2 separate regions of the Oryzias latipes genome follow, and region 1 is linked to region 2. The links are chromatin contacts, called in public Hi-C maps. All regions are on one chromosome and are shown on one strand. Each heading gives the region's core, a stretch centred on a gene start, on an enhancer-like site or on the middle of the called end of the contact. The rest is flanking DNA. Distances are from core to core; before and after follow the strand shown.

The links. A called contact is a pair of places that touch in the nucleus more often than the background predicts.
Region 1: a Hi-C map of embryo shows a contact between it and region 2, with 2.3 times the contacts expected there. The contact joins the promoter of prps1 here to the promoter of glod5 in region 2. A contact is called at or near these places in 2 of 5 Hi-C or Micro-C datasets (embryo and fibroblasts).

The regions. Positions count from the first base shown.
Region 1 is chr10:18,218,435-18,221,325 of ASM223467v1, reverse strand. It overlaps prps1 (ribose-phosphate pyrophosphokinase 1), which reads right to left and starts at 1,456. Exons shown (of 7, transcript XM_011480298.3): 1 at 1,133-1,456; 2 at 551-740. The coding sequence starts at 1,254.
Region 2 is chr10:17,959,232-17,962,424 of ASM223467v1, reverse strand. glod5 (glyoxalase domain-containing protein 5) reads right to left here and starts at 1,687. Exons shown (of 4, transcript XM_004073349.3): 1 at 1,402-1,687; 2 at 899-1,054; 3 at 536-691; 4 at 42-414. The coding sequence starts at 1,458. The coding sequence ends at 274. It overlaps rlim (E3 ubiquitin-protein ligase RLIM), which reads right to left. Exons shown (of 4, transcript XM_023959254.1): 4 at 1,872-3,193.

The DNA.
Region 1 (2,891 bases), core at 207-2,706, 260 kb before region 2:
TGACTATTGTTGTGCAGCATTATAAGATAATATGTGCTTTAAACTCACAAAATAACCTGATGGGAAAAGTTAAACTTTTTTCTTTTCGCTAAAGTTTTCCTTGGTATTTGTTAAATCAATGCTAATTTTGTAAACCTTACTTCTAAAAATTAATATCCTTTTATTTTTCTTTAGCCAGAGAGCCACTATAGAGGGGCGAAAAAGTCATATGTGGCTCTGGAGCCTTAGGTTGCAGACCCCCGATCTAGAATCTAGAAGTACATAATCTAAGACTTTAAAGCGTTTTCGTTTATTTCAAATGCAAGCTATTTTTATGTTCCAAATACAGCATCTAACAGCAAACAGTTGGATTGCTACCCAAGCACAACATTCTTTCATGCACCAAGATGAAAAAACTTAGTGTAACAGCCTAAACCAGAATGGTAAGTGATAGTGAAACAAGCAAACAGGATCACTGAGTGCTTAGGATGAACATGGCTGCAAGCTTCTTGTCATGACGCTGGATGGCAAAAAAAAGCATGACAGAAGTAAGTAGACAGATATCCCTCACCCCCACCTTGTCCTTCTTGTCTTGCCGGGCATAGGGAAAGCAGGGGATGACGGCGGTGACCCTGGAGGCTGAGGCAATCTTGCAAGCGTTGATCATGATCAACAGCTCCATCAAATTGTCATTTATCTCCCCACAGCCACTCTGCACAATGTAGACATCTTCTCCACGTACACTCTCTCCTATCTCCACGCTGTCGCAAAAAAAGGTAACAAGACAAACAGCACTTAAGCCATGAGGTTGCGCAGCATGGCAACTACGAGATAGATGATGATGAGGCAGAGTAAACAATGGCTCATGTCCACATCATGTGATCATCGGGTCAGATCAACGTTTAAAATGAAGTTATGGACGAAGCATGAACCTACAGTGATAGGTTTACATTAATTGTAACACTTTTGGAAAGCAATACAACTTAAAAAAAAAAGTTAGACTACTAGCTAGTACGAGGTAAAGTAAAAACTACAATTTCCATGTGACACTGCGCGGCAGTTTTACCGCGACACCACGTTTTCCATTTTCAGCCCACACGTTGCCTGCGTTTAAGTACTTCGTTTCATGTCAAACCCACGGCGAAACGCTTACCATGTTTCTTGGTTGCTAAATTTTTTGGTTACAACCTTCCCGAGTTCGAGCCCCAAACGGTCTGCTATTTTCTGAGACAGATCCGGATGTGAGCTGCCACTAAAAATCTTGATGTTCGGCATTTTGTTGGGAGTCCGGGGCCCGGTTCGGTCCAAGCGAGCTGTTGTCGAGTCCAAATAACCGAAGAGCCCGGGACGAAAACTAAATTCGGATCAACAGTTAAGGAGCTGCTATTGAGATTGTTCCCTATCTGTCCTCCATTATGCCAGACTCAGAGCGCGTGCGGTCCATCGTCCCTGGGCGGTGCGCGCACGCTTTCCGTTACGTTTTTATTTGTCGCGGTTACGTCATTGTTCCCGGAAACGCCCTCAAACATCCTGTGAGCGAGATATAAGAACTCTTTAAATATTAAATTGCCAAATTGCGATGAAATATGAAACGTATCGTCTTAATAACAAATTACACTAAATATTCACCCTTAAATAACTGATATTTTGTTTTTTCTCTCTACTTTTTTCTCATAAGTTTGACCCGGTTTTAGTAAATTCATTTGTTGATTGATGTGGTTTATTGTCATTCCACATATAGTATTTGCAGAGAAATACACACGTGAGACGAGATGTTATTTCTCACTAGCATGACAGTGCAAATAAGCAAGCAATAAAATAACAATCAACGAATAAAAATAACAATAAAATAAGATTAAAATAAAATAAAATAAATTAGAGACCAGCGTTCAGTGTGATTACAGTGACTGTGCATTTAGCAAAAGTCTTGTTTATAGGGGTGGGGGTGGGGGGGTGTTAGAGTCTGTATCCATGTAGTGTTGTTTGGGGGTTGGGGGTGATCCTTTGGGTCTTATTGCAGAGTAGAGTTTGTGAGATCATGTAGACATGAGGAGGACAGTCCATCTGAAACTGATACTCCTGAACCTCCTCCCAGATGGCATGAGGGAGAACAGTCCATGAGAGGAGTGCTGGGGGTCCCTAATTATGGAGGTTGCTCTGCGTGGGCAGTGCCACTGGTATAGCTCCTCCAGGAGAGGGGCACCAACAATCTTGCTTGCTGTCCTGACAATCTTGCTGAGCCGTTGTTTGTCCTGAACCTTGCAGCTGCCAAACCAGGTTGTATATGGGGCGCCCATAGTAGTAAAGCTCTGTGTCAGGATGTCCTCAATGGTGCCCTTGTAGAAGGTGATGAGGTGAAGTGTTGGAATTCCAGGCTTTTTGAGGCTTCGGAGGGAATGGAGACGCTTCTGTGCTTTTCTGATGACCATTGTGGAGTTGGTGGAGGTGGACAAGTCATTAGTGAGGTGCACCCCCAGGAACTTGATGCTGTCGACCTTCTCCAGGACCGTTTATGGTCAGATGAGTGTGGTGATTGCCAGATGTCCTGAAGTCGATCACCATTTCATTTGTTTTGTCCATGTTGATCTGGAGGTTATGGGATGTACACCACACTGCTAGCTGCTCCACCTCCATTCTGTAAGCAGACTCATCATTGTCGCTTATGAGCTCAATCACTGTTGTGTCATCTGCGAATTTGACAATGTGGTTGGTGTTGTATCGAGCTGCGCAATCATGCGTGAGCAGACTGAACAGCAGTGGATTCAGGACACACCCCTGTGGTGTGCCCCTTGCTATGCGAGATGGGCCTTGATGTGTGTCTGCCGATCTTGACTGTCTGCAGCCGGTCTGTCAGGAAGCTGAGTGTCCAGTTGCAGATTGCCGTGTCCACGCCTAGTAGCCTCAGCTTCTCC
Region 2 (3,193 bases), core at 438-2,937:
AAGTCAGAATGCTTCTGAAAAGATAAAAACATATGACACCATCTGCTTTGACTTTTTATTGGCTTCATCCCATCAAAACTGGAGCAAACAGAAGAAATGATTGATAGATGACAAATATGTAGATTTTGATTCTTAAAAATTCTTTTTAAAAAAAAAAAAAAAAAAAAAAAAATCGCTGAATTTTCTGTTTATATTTTTCTTTGTTTGTTTCTGCAAAAACTGTGCAAATCATGCAAGAAAACTATGTTGTGTTTTTGATTAGAAGCATGGTCATTAAGAACTGTCCTTAATGGGCTGGTTGTAGTTTGAAACTTCAATGAGATTACTGTCAGGATCTCGGAAATACAGAGAAGTGATGGCTCCCACCGCCCCACTCCTCTCGACAGGACCCTCTTCGATCTCAACTCCACACGTCTGGAAAAGACAAAAATAAAAATAAAAAATAAAGGGGGGAGAGAAAAGTTTAACTTGTTTCGCTTTTGTGCGTACGTTTTTAAACCCAAACTGATAAATTGATAAAGTCGTCAAAAAGCACCTTCAGATGAGCAGCTACTGCAGTCAGAGGGGTTGTGGTGATTAGGCAAAGGTCGGCTGAGCCTGCAGTTGGTTGCTTTGCTTTTGGTTCAAATTCTTGACCCAACTGGTGAAGGTTGAACTTCTGCTGCCCAAAACTAAGAGCTTTGCGGTTTCCCTGAGAATTAAAAAATAAAAGAAAAAATAAAATATAGAGGGTCTAATATTGGCTGCAGCTGATGTGCTGTCAAAGCCTGCCATCTAGTGGTCACTTCTGACATTTTCTTTAAGACAAAGCAGTTCTCCTCATAAAAATAATAGATTGGTAAAATAAATAAAACACAACGAATGTCAAATTATCTGACTGATCTTTAGCTAAACATACCTTGAAGGTGACTTCTTCCATGCCCAGGACTGAGGTATAAAAGTTGATAGTCTTGGGGATGCTTTTCACCGTTAACACCAAATGATCCACGTGACTCACTTTAACCGGACTCTTTGATTTGAATCTCACAAATCGATGGGCCTGAATAGGAACAACCTACACAAAACACGACAAATACGCTCAAAACAAACTCATTGATTGAATTGGAAGCGTTGCTCTGAAGTTTAAGCTCAACAGCGACACTCTGTGGCGAATGTGCGCCACGTTCCATTAACCTAAGACAAAGGTCGCTTCTGAATAAATAACTAAACGTTTTTTGTTTTTGTTTTTTACTAATATTTATTTAGTTAGTTTTAAAACTAAAGTTGTCTGTAACAACTTTCAACTGTTGTCTCGCTTTAATCATCTTCATGCAAAAGCACACTAGAAACACTTCGATGTTGAAATAAAACAAGCGGAAATACAATTGTTAGATGAAAAAATGAGAAGATTAGATTAGTAACCTGCAAAACGTTTCTGTAAAAATGCGACAAATTGCTTGCAGCTGTCCGGAGCGCCATTCTTGCGGCAGAGTGCTGTAGTCTGGCTCTGACTTCCGTGTTTCTTTTCTGCCTGCTAAGCAACCGAGCTAGGCCAGGGTTAGCTTAACACGCATCTTTTTTTTTTCGTCTTCTTGTAACTCAAAGTTTTATCTAAACGTTTAAAAAAATGAAAAACTACAAGTGTAAAATGAATTAGACTTATATAAATACACTATAAATGAAGCCATTACTTAAGTATTTCACTCAGGAGTCGATTGCATTCTGGGATATGTAGTGAATAACATTCTTGCAGCTGATGGGTACCGGGTAAACAGAAACTGCTTTTCCATTACCCTTACTATTACCAGATTAATCTTTTTAAACAAAAATGAAAAACTGTAATCCCATAAACTAAGCTATGAAATGAAAAAGAAAGACTGCATACCTGTAGAGTTATTTCAAAGCATAGCAACATGTTTAATTCAGCGATTAGTTTCATTTGAATCCCAGTTAACATACTGCACTGGGTGGGACACAGAACAAGGTCAAACCTAAACTTGACCCAAGTGAAAACATACATTTCAATAACATGTTTTTTTTTTATATATATACTCAGCAAAATCCTGCATTCAAACATTATGTCCCAAAAAAGGGAAATAATAAATGTGTCTAAAACATCAAAAACAGAAAAAATGAAAGGTGTCATTGATATCTTTCCTTTTTTATTATTATTTTTTTTAGCCAGTTAATCCACTGGGCTAATAAAGTCTGAAAAAGTCTAAGAAAAACTAAACACATACTGTAAAAGACAAAATAAGTCTTCGTTTAAGGTTTTAGTCATACACAAGTTTTTTTTTTTAAACAACAGTATACATATTTATATTGTGGTTTGTACTTTCCTGTCTTGTATTGCACACAAGTTGGTAGCATTTGCTCATGAAGCATTCAAACGGCCACCATGAGCAAATGTCTTTATACTGAAGAATATAAGCAAAATAAAATAAAAATAATCAAAGTGTACAAATGTGACAGTCAAACATTTTTGAATAATACATAAAGCAGGAATTTGTACAATTAAGATCAAACTAGATTGACTCAGTCCTGGTCTTTATAAGAGTTAAATGAACATTTCTTCAATTGCCAGCAGCTAAAAGATTAAATTCACAAAGGTGGAAATAGCTGTTTATGATCTGGGGCACAAAAGCCACTATTTACTTTCTATTATCATGCAAGTTAATATATGACCAAGTAGGGAAATCCCAAACTTGATAGCAACACGCTTTACCAATATTGAAACATCTTTTATTTCTTTTGTATCCTTGTTGTGAACAAGACAATTGAAAGGAATTGAAAACCGGATTTGTTTTCCCCTGACGGATAAGGAGAGAAGGGTTTGGAAAGGGAGGAGGGAGTTTACAAATGATCAGTTCATCCCACAGCGTTTGGAAAACCTCTACACAGACTGTGCTACATACTTCGACACCATCGGATTCAATCAGTCAGAGGCTTTCCCTGCAGCACGAGACCATTCACATTCCCAAACCGAGTGATGCAAAGCAGGGTTCAAACCGTTTTTGTACAAGCTTATTTACAGCTTCCATTCTGACCTGGGAAAATTGCGCCAACATTCAAATCATTAAGGTAAAATTGGAGATTAAATACAAAATTAAAATATTGCATGTGTAAATTAGTTGTAGGCGAGCAGCACTTCTGAACAGAGGGTCAATTATGGGATACTGGTTCTGCTTTTGTGCATGGTGTGATGACCAGAATG